Regions from separate parts of the Anas platyrhynchos genome. Here region 2 is linked to region 1. The links are chromatin contacts, called in public Hi-C maps. All regions are on one chromosome and are shown on one strand. Each heading gives the region's core, a stretch centred on a gene start, on an enhancer-like site or on the middle of the called end of the contact. The rest is flanking DNA. Distances are from core to core; before and after follow the strand shown.

Region 1 (2,990 bases), core at 252-2,751:
AAGTGCTGAAAATATAGGTGAGCTTGTCAGAGGTAGGAGAATTGACATTAAGCTATGACGTTGGGGACAAGGCAAGGGTTTCCCTCCTGTTCTGAGGTACACTGTCGTTATGACAGTGGAGCTCTCACTGCAGCTTTTGTACTGGCACCCAGGCAGATCCAGACATGCAGAGTTAGTGTTTCTTTTCATCTCCAACAATTCCCAGCTGCTGCATTTATGCTCTTTCCTACAGAGCTTTTCTTATCCCCTGGAAAGTGCCGCCAATTTGTGTCCAGAGATAAGGAGAGGATAAGGATAAAACTCTGGGGTTAGGAGCACCATGTATGATGCTTGGGAAGAGGCAATTGAGCATGCTGAATGCAGCAGAAGCGTGGAGCGTCCTCTCTGCTCTGCCTTCTGCAACACCTGAAGCAGGTCCAAGTCCAACACCACTCGTAGAGTGCAGGAGAAGACCTCGTTCTTTGCTGTGGTGACAAGACCCAAGGTGTGCAGTGGGAGAGGGCTGATCATTCCCTGCTCTCTCCCTGAAAGGGCTGTGCTGAAGCTTTAAAATAGGTTTGAATTAAGACTTTTCCTAATTACGGCAATATGAGTATCATCATTGTCTTCAATGCAGTTGCCAATAGGAAGGAAACCCTTGCCTTGTCCCCAACGTCATAGCTTAATGTTAATTCTTCTACCTCTGACAAGCTCACCTATATTTTCAGCAGTTCCAAAGACATTTCGTGGAGAGTTTCTGTGTAGAAAGCTTTTGGAGTCAAATTCTCTGCACATTTTGTCATTCATCATGAGTTGCTAGGAGAGTTTCTTCCTTCCACAAGACGTTGTCCAAGCCCTTGGCTGTCATTCCCGTGCTTACCAACCAGGCAGCGCGCTGCTCCTCCCTGAAGCACACACAGCCCATCCATTTTCCTTCTCCACAGCACACGAGGCGGCCGAGGGAGCCCCGCCTCAGCGCCTGCCCGCGCCCCGCCGTCCCGAGGCGAGGGGCGAGCCCCGTGTGGAGCCGGAGCCGGAGCCGGAGCCGGGGCCGGGTCCGAGGCGGGGCCGCGCTGCCCTGAGCCTCCCCTCCCCGGGGCCGGTCCCGGTCCCGCCCGTCTCCCTGCATTCCCTGCTGCAGCCCCCCCGCCCCCGGCAGCCTCCTCCCCTCAATCCCAGCAGTAGCGGCGGCTCCCGGGCTCGGCTCCCCGCGCTGCGGCGGCGCTCGGCGGCGGCTCCCCCCTCCCCAGCCGCGCCGCCATGTTGGGCTGCCGCGAGCTCGGCGGCGGCTGCTGCGTGTGAGCGAGGCCGGGCCGGGCTGAGGGGAGGGCGCCGGGCTGAGGGGGGGACGCCCGCCCCGGGGAACGATGCCCTTGGCCTGGGGGAGCGAGGCCGGGGCAGCGCCGCCCCGCCGGGAGTGAAGCCGCTGCCGGGGCCTCAGCGGGACGCGCAGCAGCAGCAGCAGCAGCCGCGGAGAGCAGGGAGAGGGAGGGAGGGAGGGAGGACGGCGGCGGTGGCGCCGCGGCCATGGGGAGGCTTTGACAGGGCGCCCAGCGCTCCCCTGCGCCGTGCCGGGGCCGCCCCTTGGCGCTGCATCGGAGGAGCGGGGGGCGATGAAGCCGTCGGCTGCCCTGAAGCGCTGAGAGGCCTCGGGAGGACACCCGGTAAGCAGCGGGGGCAGGCGGAGGAAGGGCGAGGCTCCGCGGGACGGGGCTGTGCCTTCAGCAGGCCTGGCTGAGGGCTGCACGGGGGATCCGAAGCCGTAGGGATGCGGTCGGACCCCGCTCGGGCTCGTCCTGCGTGACCCGAATGCTGGATGGAGGGGGAGAGCTGCCTCAGCGTGCAAACGGCTCAGTCTGAGGCGGCTGGGGTGGTGAAATCGGCTCTACGCAGCCGTGGTTGAATTTCAGGGTAGCTGTTACCATTGACGTGTCAGAAACAGATAGATATTTTTCATCGCTAACCATATTAAGTGGTTTTTCTCTTCTTAACAACGATGCACGCAGACACGCGCTCTATGCATCCGTGTCTGAAACTTGCTGGGCTTCACTTTCAAGCTGGGAATGCTGAAGGGACCTAAAAATGAAGCACAACCACAATTTTATTAAAAATCCGGTTGACATTTCCTTTTTCTTTCTTTTTTTGGATGAAGTATACTTAAAAAAGACCCCCCAATGCAAAGCGAAACAGCCATGTCTGGAGAAGTGCGCCTGAAGCAGCTGGAGCAGTTCATTCTGGATGGGCCGACCCAAAGCAACGGGCAGTGCTTCAGCGTGGAGACCTTGCTGGATATCCTCATCTGCCTGTACGATGAGTGCAATAACTCCCCGCTGAGAAGAGAGAAGAACATCCTCGAGTATCTGGAATGGGGTAAGTTGGAATAGGTGCGTTTGTTTTGGGTGCGTGTGCCCGTGTTGGTGTCTGCTTTGTCTTTGGCATTGATGGGTGAGAGGGGACTGAGTCTAACGGTGTGTTCCTGTGAAATGTTGTCAGCTGAACTGCACTTGAACATGGTGCTGGTGGTCCTGACAAGAGGTTCCTATTGGTTATTTGTTTTTGAGGTGTGTGTGTAAAATGGACTTTATGTTTTTGGCATGGTTCAGATTCTGGTCCATGAAGTGTATATACCCAGGTGTTGGGGTTTGTGTCCTGAAGGTAATGGGAATAGAGAAGGATGAGGGACCAATTCTGTGATATTTGGAGACCAACAGCTCAGTAGGCAATCCTCGGTCTGTTGTCTGGAGTGAAAATGGGGATAAATACTTCGTTTTCTTTAACGTAGCATCATTGCTGACTTTAGGAGATGAAGTTGAAAATCAGAATGAAATGGTGTCCTCCCCATCCTCCATTCCATTCTCTTCCTTAGTTTTAGTGCAACATCACTGTATTTATAAGTTTTCAATGAGAACGGTTGAATGACGGCAGTCCAGTTCTTCTGAAGTTGTTACAGAACTGGCTGGCTTTATTTTTTCCTTTTGGTTCTTTTTCCTCCTTCTACATATAGCTGGCAA
Region 2 (2,750 bases), core at 44-2,543, 100 kb after region 1:
TAGCTTTGTATTTGTCTTGTAAAATGGCATTTAAACAACTGGCATATTTAAATCGTAAGTCCACTGAATGGTAAATATGCAGCAGAGTAATATTAGGAGCATAAAAGAGCAGCATAGATTAAAAAATGTTATTTCTTCACGATTTTTGTTAATGTATTTCAGTGCTAAAAGAAACCTTTTATGTGAGATTCATTCTCCTCAGCAGGCCTTTCTATAAAGTCAATCTGATGTCTGGTTCCAGTTTGATTTTGTGAATAATTATTTAGCATAATGAAGGTTTAGTTCCCCATACCCAATCAGATTAGCTGTGGCTTTTGTCTTGCAGAAGGTGCATGTATGAGTGACAGCTGTGTAAGTGTGAGTAAGGTTAATAGCTAGGTATTCCATTTTGTACGTAGAGATTTGCATTTTATTTCAATTTCCATGTCTGCAAGTGAGTGCAATGAAAAATAAAGGAATGTAAAATACCTCGAGAACCTCAGGACTGACTTGTGGTTGTATCTGTTAAGCCTCTCATTCTCCATGGTTACTAAATGAGAGAGAGAGAGAGAGCAGCTTTATCTCGGCTGTAACTATTTTTGTGCCCTTGTTTGGCTTTTTCATATAGAGAGTATTCCCGATCTATATGGTGCAAAACAGAAACTGTCTTAGAGTTGTATGGGTTTTTGGAGAGTAATTCCCTGGAAACTAATGTGTTTGTTAGAGCAAAAATGAAGTTTCAGTTCTTAAACAGACCTTTCAGTACAGTTGAGGTCATACCAGAGAAACTATTCTGGCTTTTATTGTTGCATGGTGTTCATTGTAATGGGCATTAAATATTTTTAAAGCAGATGTATGAAATGGGAGAGGGAACACATGGCTCCGAGTTTGTAATGTGATGGAGTCACAGTAGCTTATACATTTAACAAGTTCCTAAATTTCTCATTCAGCTCACCACCATGTTTGAGAGGCTGAGTATGAATAACCGGCAGCTGGAAGAAGAGATGAGAGACCTAGCTGATAAAAAGGAGTCTGTGGCCCACTGGGAGGCCCAAATCACTGAGATCATCCAGTGGTGAGTACTCAGTATGTGGTAGGGCTATTGCTGAGTTTTTGAATTCGCAAGTGCTTAAGTGAAATTTGCACACCATCCAGGCAGGATTCTGCTGTATTTTTGCATGAGATTTTAATAATATCCATATCTGGAAAATTGCGTTCCTCCTTAAGAGCGAAAGTGTCTTTGCAAACACAACTATTTAAGTGCAAAAGAATCATAGCCATTGGGTGTGGCTTGTGGCTTTGGAAGAATGCTGAAAGGAATCATGTGCTGCTGAGCTCACGCCTCCAAGGAGGAACAAGCCTGGGAAAAGCAGTGACTTGAGAGTATTTGTGTCTCAGCATTAATTTCCTTCATCTGCTTGGCATGTGGCAGAGTGAAACAAATATAGTACTTTTATGTGATTTTTTATAAGGCAGTAAGGCAGAAGGTTTGAGACTATCCCAATGCCAGTCAAGTGGTGGGTTTTTTAATATTTCTGTTAAATAATGATTTTATGTTTATAAAGTCTTCTGTCTTCAGTTCTAATAAATGAAGGGAAAAATAACAAGTTGAAACTATCAAAAGGATAAGATTGCTTTTTATAGACGGCTTTCATTTTTCCCCTTCATTCATGTTTTCCTTCCCCCTCCTTTTTATGGCTCCGTCTAGTGTTTAGCACCTACGAGAACAGTTTGTATCCAGATATTTTTTGTAAAGATCAATCTCCTCTCTGAAGACTTCATCACCATGTAATCGTCTTTTTTTGATTTACTAATATTCTTTCTCATTTTATCTGTCTCAACTAAATAACTAACTTGACATGTCAAAGCAAAAATGGGAAATACTTGTTTTAATGAAAACTAGATCGTTAGTTGTTATATGGTCAATATAATTTTGTTGTCTAAATAGAAAGTTTGGTTTCTGAATACAACCATGTGATACATACCCAGAAGGAAGGCTGTTCTGTGGGTTTCTGGAAGTGTGTAAAACTTCCTGTTACATAAAATTATGTACCTCCAATCTGTGTCATGAAGTTAATAACATCTCAAGACAGTGAATTCATTGCAGAGGTTAAAAAAAAATATATTAAGGGTCCAATTGTGCATATTCCTTTTAAACCACATCTCATACAACTCTTAGTAGACTGCCTGCATCAGAGAAGTAAAAATACATATATTTACTAAAGCTGTTTTTAATGCGTGGTGTATTTGTAGCTGATCAGAAATATTTTCTTTAGAAAAAAAATCAAGGTAAGAAGAGACATAAGTTTGTTATATTGCATTGCATGTTGTTTTTTTAAAAAAAAAAATGCTTGTAAATCTTTTTTCAGATTTACGTGTGAAAGCATTCATAAAAGTTTAGAGTTGTGGAAGAAGACAAGTCATCATTAAATGTGGATTATTTTGCTTGACATGGTGTAAAAATGTACCAACTGCCTATTCAGAAAGTCCCTTTCCAATTTATGAGAGAGTTTAATATTTGAAGACGTACTGCTGAATTGGTTTAGATACGTGATAAGGCATCTTGCATGTATCAGACATCATTTGGGGGGAGGGGAAAGAGGTTTAAAAAGGAAAAAAAGAAATACTATGGGCAAACATTAAGGAGATTTAAAAATTCTGATTTGGTTTCAGTTTTTAATTACTGTACATATCTCAATTTTCCCTTCATATTTCTCTCTGCATACATTAATTTTTTTTCAGCATTGTGAGGCCATATAGTTGCTCACATT

Evidence for each region. Hi-C and Micro-C count contacts between places; a contact is called where the count stands out from the background.
Region 2: a contact with region 1 is called in a Hi-C map of subcutaneous adipose tissue, with 4 times the contacts expected there. The contact joins the enhancer-like site here to the promoter of CDC42BPA in region 1. A contact is called at or near these places in 4 of 8 Hi-C or Micro-C datasets (F1 follicle, liver, skeletal muscle and 1 more).

Annotation. Positions count from the first base shown.
Region 1 is chr3:19,725,691-19,728,680 of IASCAAS_PekinDuck_T2T, forward strand. CDC42BPA (CDC42 binding protein kinase alpha) reads left to right here and starts at 1,502. Exons shown (of 37, transcript XM_072035491.1): 1 at 1,502-1,643; 2 at 2,132-2,349. The coding sequence starts at 2,154.
Region 2 is chr3:19,825,413-19,828,162 of IASCAAS_PekinDuck_T2T, forward strand. CDC42BPA (CDC42 binding protein kinase alpha) reads left to right here. Exons shown (of 37, transcript XM_072035491.1): 17 at 930-1,054. Among named protein-coding and RNA genes, the nearest start is that of COQ8A, 88 kb to the right of the region's middle. Within about 2 kb of position 1,294, at least 3 of the 8 cell types and tissues checked have an H3K27ac peak or open chromatin away from gene starts, as enhancers often do. A contact at or near this core is called in subcutaneous adipose tissue, where this site is marked.